Linked DNA regions of Mus musculus: region 2 is linked to region 1. The links are chromatin contacts, called in public HiChIP or PLAC-seq maps. All regions are on one chromosome and are shown on one strand. The core of a region is the stretch at or near the end of the contact, and the rest is flanking DNA. Distances in the headings are between cores, read along the strand shown. Region 1 overlaps Pik3ap1 (phosphoinositide-3-kinase adaptor protein 1). Region 2 has its middle 5.8 kb from the start of Gm33951.

The links. HiChIP or PLAC-seq counts read pairs in DNA pulled down with a chosen protein or histone mark.
Region 2: a contact with region 1 is called in an H3K27ac HiChIP or PLAC-seq map of the HPC-7 cell line, with 9 times the contacts expected there. The contact joins two enhancer-like sites. A contact is called at or near these places in 3 of 15 datasets of contacts at CTCF or cohesin (CD8 T cells, large pre-B cells and pro-B cells), 20 of 484 Hi-C or Micro-C datasets (CD4 T cells, DN3 thymocytes, the G1E-ER4 cell line and 13 more) and 9 of 115 datasets of contacts at active chromatin or transcription factors (the 230-238 cell line, the HPC-7 cell line, Th17 cells and 6 more).

Annotation. Positions count from the first base shown.
Region 1 is chr19:41,319,658-41,323,721 of GRCm38.p6, reverse strand. It overlaps Pik3ap1 (phosphoinositide-3-kinase adaptor protein 1), which reads left to right. Exons shown (of 17, transcript NM_031376.4): 8 at 2,031-2,220. Among named protein-coding and RNA genes, the nearest start is that of Gm52406, 39 kb to the right of the region's middle. Within about 2 kb of position 2,416, at least 70 of the 459 cell types and tissues checked have an H3K27ac peak or open chromatin away from gene starts, as enhancers often do. A contact at or near this core is called in the HPC-7 cell line, where this site is marked.
Region 2 is chr19:41,437,254-41,441,317 of GRCm38.p6, reverse strand. No RefSeq gene overlaps it. Among named protein-coding and RNA genes, the nearest start is that of Gm33951, 5.8 kb to the left of the region's middle. Within about 2 kb of position 2,142, at least 6 of the 459 cell types and tissues checked have an H3K27ac peak or open chromatin away from gene starts, as enhancers often do. A contact at or near this core is called in the HPC-7 cell line, where this site is marked.

The DNA of each region.
Region 1 (4,064 bases), core at 1,167-3,666:
TGGATTTGAACTTAAGGCAGGTGGATGCACCCAGCTTTCTTGACAGGTCGTTCTTGCTCACCGGTGTTCGGAGTTGCTCTGTCTTATCACATGCCCAGGATTGTGTCTATTGTCTTGGAGGAAGCTGTTCTGGACTCCACCCCCTTCAGCTGCTCCTCAAGAGCACCTGAGACTAGCTCATCCTGCTGAGACTCCCCCCGCCCCCAGTATAAGACAGACTACCTCCAGACAGGAGTGAGCCTGACACATCATCAGAAACTTCACTCTGCTCTGTGACAGATGATTCATAAGGTGGCGAAGCCAAGGGGTGAAGAGGGGCCCCATTGCTTTGAAGGACATGTAGGTATTTCAAACACTCAGAATAGTTTAAAACCTTGTTTGGGTCCTCATTGGCATACATGGGCTCAAAGGCACTCACACTCTCAAGAGGTTTTACTTGGCATTAGTTTGAAATCACACATGTGCTAAACACAGCATACCATTTTTGGGTTAGTCGTTTTCAGTAAGGCCACTCTGTGTTTGGAGTAGTGACTAAGTTCTTGAGCTCAGTTGATCAGCAAATGCCCCGTGCCACTTAATTTTTCACCACACTTCTTTGAAGTTGAAGGGGCCAAGACCTTCATCTTATAATTGAGGAAAAGTACATAGAAAGCCAAGGTGATTGTGCCAAGGTGGAGATGGGATTTGAACCTAGTTTGCTGCTAAAGTTGGGGCTTGTTATCCTGCTCTGAGTATCAGGGGAGGTTAAAGTGTTATTTTCAGAGTGCCTTGAGCTTTAATCTGGATCATACTTCTCATATCTTCTCGACTTCTAGCTAAGTCACCTTCTACCAACACCACTTTAGCCTTGCTGCCAAAGGTGGTCCCTACATGTTGCTCATGGCCTATGATAGTTGTTCTCAACCCCTGGGGAATCAAACAATCCTTTTACAGGGGTCATCTAAGACCATTGGAAAATACAGGTATTTATATTATGAATCATAACAGAAGCAAAATTACAGTAATGAAGTAGCAATAAAAATAAGTTTATGGTTGGGAGCCACAACAACATGAGGAGCCAGGTTAGAGGGTTGCAGCATTAGGAAGGTTGAGAACCACTGGCCTATAAGTAGTGCACATTTTATTTATTTATTTGCCAAATGCTAAACCTGGAATCCCAAACATAAGAAACTGTTACTGGATTCAGGAAACTAACATAGTGCCAACCAAAGGTGGCCTCTGCCAGGAGTTAATGAGGAGAAGGGAGCTGTCTGTGGTTTGAGGCAGAGGTAAGGATTATGACACACACTAAGCTGTTGGGCCAGGAAAAGCTGTTCACAGGTTGTGGGGAAGTCAGCCCACAGCCTCATACTATCTGGAGACAGAGGGACAGGGCTAGCCTTTCTGACATCAAGATTCCTTTATGTAAGGTCCCTGTCTTTGGGGACATCTAGAATGCTGATAGCCGGGGAAGAAAGCCCTGGAAATTGTCAGGCACTTGGATAAACCTTCCATAAGGTGCAGGGGTGAAGACATCCCTCAGGACACTTGGTTGCACAAGTGCAGGCGCACTTGCATAGGCTGTGCATCTGTGTGGCCCTCTGTGTCATTTGTTTCTCACTGAGTGCCCACCGGGCCGTTATAAGGATCAAAACTGAGAATGTGAGCCCTGCAGGGAGGACTAGATTTTCTGAGCTTTGTTTTTCCACGTCTAAAAGAGGGAGAGGGGGGGTTTCCGAAGGAGGTGGGTGCTGGTTTGTGCCCAGTGCTGAGCCTGATTCTTACTAGGTACTCATGAAGTGTAGTTTTTATTTACGTTCCCAGACCCCTGAACATTTAACCAGGATATAACTGCTTAACTCTGTATTTAGCGTTAGAGGAAGGAACAAAGGTTAGAGCTCTGCCAGGCGAAGAATACCCGCTAATACCTGCAAACAACTATAACCCTGGTCCGTGACCACACCCTTTGCCCACTTCAAGTCCACTATGGACTTGAGTCTGCCCAGCTAGCCAGATTCCTCAGTGTGCAATGGGTCCGTCTTCTCTCGCAGGAGACGGTGGACATGCTGAAGACACACATTAAGGAGGAGTTGATGCAAGGGGAGGAGGCGGACGATGTGTACGAGTCCATGGCCCACCTATCCACAGACCTGCTGATGAAGTGCTCCCTCAACCCTGGCTGTGACGATGAGCTCTACGAGTCCATGGCTGCCTTCGCCCCAGCAGCCACAGAAGACCTCTGTAAGTAGCTCTGCCTGGTTCTGCTTTTGTCCTGCTGCTGAGAAATGGCTTTTTTTTTTCATGCTAGTCCAAAGGGGGAAAGGCCCCCAAAAGGCCCTGATTATCTCTGAAAACACCCAGTGAAGAGCCTGTGTTGCAACAGCATCAGGGCTGCAGCTGTGTGTCATAGCAAGAGAGACTTTTTCCAACTTCCTCCACTGCTTGCCTGGAAGCCTCTCGTCTTGACAGCATGGCCTGTGGTCAACAAGCTCTCAGCCCTACCAGTCTCTGTGGGCCCTTTTATGACAATGTTTCACAATGCTTTATTATCTGACACACGATTTATGTATGGTATAACACACATGAAACCCACTGGCTTCCCTATACTGCCTTAATTGAGTGTATAGTAAGTGGAGACTTCACATGCTTACACATGTCTGCATGTGAAGACATGTGAATAGGCATGTCTTCATGTGAAGACATGTGAAATAGCCCTGTACAGGCAACTACACTCAGAGCCACCACCAACGTCATAGCCTTACATGTTGACTGACATGTGTCTGTTGTCTTGGTGACTCAACTACCTAGAACAGTGTTGGCCTTGGCACCTGGAGTTTCTTAAATGATGAAACTCTCTTCACAACCTTATACAATGTTGAATTCTTAGAAAATTCAATGTACAAAATGTACTTTAAAAGACATATCTAGTCCTCCCGACCCCGTGTGTGTGTGTGTGTGTGTGTGTGTGTGTGTGTGTGTGTGTGCGCGTGCATGCAGTGGATATGAAGGCGTATGTGCCTGTGTGCATGTGTCTGTGGAGGTCAGAGGTCATCATCTTTTGAAGGGTCTGACTTTGACCTCCGTGGGCTCACTGATTGGTAGACTGTCTGATCAGCAAGCTCTGGGGAATCTTTCTGTCTCTGCCTCCCTTTCACAGGGCCACAGATGCAGGAGACCACAACTAGATTTTGTGTGGGCTCTAGCTCCTTGGACTTTCACGGTCGGTGTCTTACCAACTAAGCCATCTCCTCAGCTTGACAATTTAGAATTGGTTAGAGTCCGTGTTCCTCCACTGTAGTGGCAATCCAAACCACCCTCGGAGCTCTTCAGAACTCCCTGTAGGGGGCCTGGTGCCACCCTTCAGAGAGGTTGATCTAAATGAGATTGGATTTCCTGTCGTGTACAACGAAGCACTAAGCATTCTGACACACTGCGCAGGACTTAGCGCTCTTTCCCTCTGAGTCCACTTAATAGGTTCAAGAAAGATAAGATAACTAAGCGGCAACCCGTCAGTTTTATGGATGCGGGATTTCCAGGATGGCTAAGCTGAGTACTCCCCCACCCCTTTCAGGACCTACCAGGGAAAGGAGCCTGCTTCTCCTGCCCATGAGCTTACGGAACCGCCAGCCCCACCAGGAGTCTGTAGAGTAGGAGGTGCAGGCTGACTGGGGGTCCCTTGCCTTCACCCTTGGGGAGAGGAAGAAGCACACTTGGAAGCTCTTCACAAATGAGCCCCGGCTTGCTGGATCTGTGAGGAAGGAGGCATGATCCACACCATCACACTGTTTTACTCACTGAATCCACATGGCAACCCCACGGATGCTGTTGCTACCTGCTGTTAAAGAGAGGTTCACTTCCCCAAATGCCACAGCTAACAACCTATAGAGCACAAATTCCATACCATTTAACTCAGGCCAAATTTGTCTCTAACTTGGGACGTCGTTGTAGTTCCCGTCCCCTCCAGCAAGCCTTTTGGCCTCTAAGGCTGTTTTCTCCCCATGTGCAGATCCAGGAGCTAGCTAACAAAACAGCTCAAGGCTACTCATTCCTGTAATTCCGACACTTGGGCTGAGGCAGGGGGATTA
Region 2 (4,064 bases), core at 893-3,392, 120 kb before region 1:
CATTCTCTAACCTCTGCTGCAGACAGAGTGTCTACCCTCACTTGTAGACAGCTCTGGCCATGTCTGGTCTGCTGGCCATATTCAGTTTACTTTTTTCTCTGCTCTGGGCTGTTCTCTGGCTGTTCTCTTTCTCATATCTACCTTCCCCTTTAACCACGGAGTGGTCATATTGTCAGTTTATATACTAGAAACACAGATGTTTTGTCATAGCTTGCAAATATTCCCTCCCAGCCTACTTTTTATCTGGAGAACTTGTTAGTGGTGTGTTAGACGTTTACGTGGTGAAACTCATCTACTCATTCATGGCTTCCAAGTTTAAAGTATTTCTTTAAAAGGAACACCACCACCTGGACGTTAAATAAGTGTGCATGTTCAAATTTTTTGCTATTTTAATGGTTCTCTATAGATTTGTACATATGTCTTTAATCTCGGGGTGGTTAGTTATTGCTTATATATGTGAGTAGTGAATGAGAAGGTTTTAAACCCCACTCCCCAGATGAAAACCCACCCCTAACATACACTATTCAGAGCCAGTAACTGTGGGCACAACCAGTTGGTGTCTGACCATAGCTACTAGAGGTGTGAACATCATTTTTTTTAATTCAGTAATTTCACATCTATAAAAATGCCCATAGATGTAAAAGCAGAAGAATATAAGAACGTGGGCTGGCGAGATGGCTCAGTGAGTAAGAACACTGACTGCTCTTCCAAAGGTCCTGAGTTCAAATCCCAGCAAACACATGGCTCACAACCACCTGAAATGAGATCTGACACCCTCTTCTGGTGCGTCTGAAGTTGGCTACAGTGTACTTATGTATAATAATAAATAAATCTTTGGGCTGGAGCAAGCAGGGACTGAGCAGGGCCAACTGGAGCAAGCAGAGGTCCTAAAAATTCAATTCCCAACAACTACATAAAGGCTCACAACCATCTGTACAGCTACAGTGTACTCACATACATAAAATAAATCTTTTTTTTTTTAAAGAATATAACAACGTACACAGAAGGTACACCTCATATAGTTTTGTTTATCCATTGAATTAACCTGGGAGTATACATTTGAATAAATTTCATGGATATATTCTATTAAATGGTACAGATTATTCAAAAGAATGCTCTGCCTACGTACTATTTAGAAAAGTATTCATGGTATATTGTTAAATGGAAAAAGCCTTGTTTGTGCATGCACCTATGTCTCTATAGGTGGGAAATCCCATAAATACAGGTACAGAGATGTGTACATGTGACGCCAGCTTCCTAGGAAGGCAGAGGCAAAAGAGGGATGCCAGACCCAAGGAGGACAAGACCAACATGGGAAACAGGAAGAACCTATTTCAAAGAAAAGCACACAAATAAAACAACATTAAAATGAATTTGAATGTTGCAAGGCCATCACAGGCTACTGTTTGTCTCTCCAAAGATGAGAAACTACAATGGAGGAGTAAGCGTTACAACAGTTTGATTTTTGACATGCACCTTTAACGTCTGTTTTTGTTTGTTTGTTTGTTTTTTGAGACAGGGTTTCTCTGTATAGCCCTGGCTGTCCTGGAACTCACTTTGTAGACCAGGCTAGCCTTGAACTCAGAAATCCGCCTGCCTCTGCCTCCCAAGTGCTGGGATTAAAGGCGTGTGCCACCATGCCCAGCTGCACCTTTATTGTCTTAATAACCCATCAGAAATTCTATTTCATTGATTTGATTGACAGCTTGGTGCTGAGAGACATGTACTTAAAGTAAGGTAAATCAAGGAAGAAATCGAGCCAGGCTTAATGAAGTTCCTTTAATCTCTGTACTCAGAAAACTAAGGAGAACTGCAAGTCAGAGGCCAGCCTGGGACAGTCTTTCAGAATGAAAAGGAAAAAAAAAAACAAAACAAAAAACAAAAACCCAAAGAAGTTACACTACTGGCTGGTTCATTTTGAGAGGAGCAGAGAAGCCTTTTAGGGGAGGGAGAAGGCAGCTCAAGGCTCATGTTTTCCCTCTAGCAAGGCTGAAGGGAGACTGGAAAGATGGGCAGGTTTGAGAAGGAATGGATGTGCTGTCTGAGTCGATCTAGAAGCGGTCGACAGGCACTTCAGAAAGGCTGATTTTAGCATATGTTGCACATTTCTAATCAGCAGAACTGTCCAAAAATTGAAGCATCTGTCACATGGATTTTGAGGTTTTCCGTTGCTAGAAATATCAAACCGAGGCTAGGTGACCATCTGTCATGTGTGCTGTGGAAAAGGAATCTAAATTTAACTGCAGGGTGAACTAGATAATTTTGCACATCCTTCCAATGCTATAATTCTAGGGGTTTGACACCTGGGAAACTTTATTGAACTATAAGGCTATGAATGGAGCGTCTTAGGAAGAGGCTCATCCACACCAAAGGTCTCACTGTGATAGATGGGACAGATCGGAAATCTGTGTTGTGTTGTATTCCCACACTATGTTACTTTCATGAACATGTATTAAGATTGCAATAAAACTTATTAAAAACAAACATTTCTTTCTCCCTCCTCCCTTTGGTTTTTTGAGACAGGGTTTCTCTGTGTAGCCCTGGCTTTCCTGGAACTCACTTCATAGACCAGGTTGGCCTCGAACTCAGAAATCTGCCTGCCTCTGCCTCCCAAGTGGTGGGATTAAAGGCGTGCGCCACCATGCCCAGCAAAAATAAACATTTCTATAATGTTTCCATTTTCACATCAGAGATTTTCTATAAATAATGATCTCCTTACCCCCTTGATGTCAAACACAGGTACAACATAAAGTCCTAAAGATGACTTTGTAACCATCTTCCTTCCTTCCTTCCTTCCTTCCTTCCTTCCTTCCTTCCTTCCTTCCTTCCTTCCTTCCTTTTTTGAGAAAGCATCTCACTATGCAGGTCTGGATGGCATTTAGCTCACTCGGACCCATCTTCCTCTGCTCTCCAAATATTGGGATTAAAGGTGTGCTCCATCATGCTCTGCCAAGAATGAAGATATTCTTTTTTTTCTTCTTCTTCCTTTCTTTCCTTTAAAAAAGTACTTATTTATGTATTTTATGTACATGAGTGCTCTATCTTCGTGAACACCAGAAGAAGGCATTAGATTCCATTCCAGATGGTTGTGAGCCACATGGATGCTGGGATTTGAACTCAGGGCCTCTAGAAGAGTAGACATTGCCCTTAACTACTGAGCCAGCTCTCCAGACCCAAATGTAAGTATTCTAATAGATAGTTGTGCCTTTCGCTTTCAGCTTCTTCTTGTTGTGATATATGGCAGACTTCTCAGATGATGAAAGTCCCCTAGAAGCCTCACACTGGGAGAAAGCAAGCAATGGGCTCTGCCAGCCAGCAGGGAAGTGTGTCTTCCAGAGAGAGGTTCCACATAGCTCTGACAAAGTGTCATACAACCTTGCAGGGGAGGGTGGGACCCAGAGGATGATGATGGGCAGGCCGCACTCTGACTGGGGCTGTTCAGCTCTTCAGACTTCATGGAAGGACTTGAAGACAGACTAGGAGAGCTGGGTCACTGCACCTCTCTGTCTCTTCCCATGAGGGTTATTGATTTTCACCGTGACCTCTTTGTTTAATTGTCCTGTCAAGCTTGGTCTCTGAGGACTGCCTGGGCCTAGGCTGTGACCCTAACAACTTCCAAAACAAAGTAGGGTTTTTTTTTTCTTTTTGTTTCTTCTCCTTTCCTTCCCTTTCTCACTTTCTCTCTGTGGGGTGTGTGTGTGTGTGTGTGTGTGTGTGTGTGTGTGTGTGTGTGTTGAATGTGGAAATCAGAGGTCACTATTAGGTGTCTTCCTTACCATCCTCCACCCCAGTTTTTGAGACAGGGTTTCTCACTGAACCTAGAGATAACTGATTAAGCCAAAATCCTTTAAAAATGTAAAACATTTATTTATTCTCTTTCTCTCTGTCTCTCTCTGTGTCTCTCTGTCTCACTCTGTCACCCTCTGTCTTTCTCTGTCTCTCTGTCTCCCTGTGTCTGTCTGTCTGTCTGTCTGTCTCTCTGTTTCAGGGAACAACTAGCAGGAACTGCTTTTCTCTTTCCATTGTGTAGGTTTTGAGGATCAAACTCAGGCTTGACAAGTGGC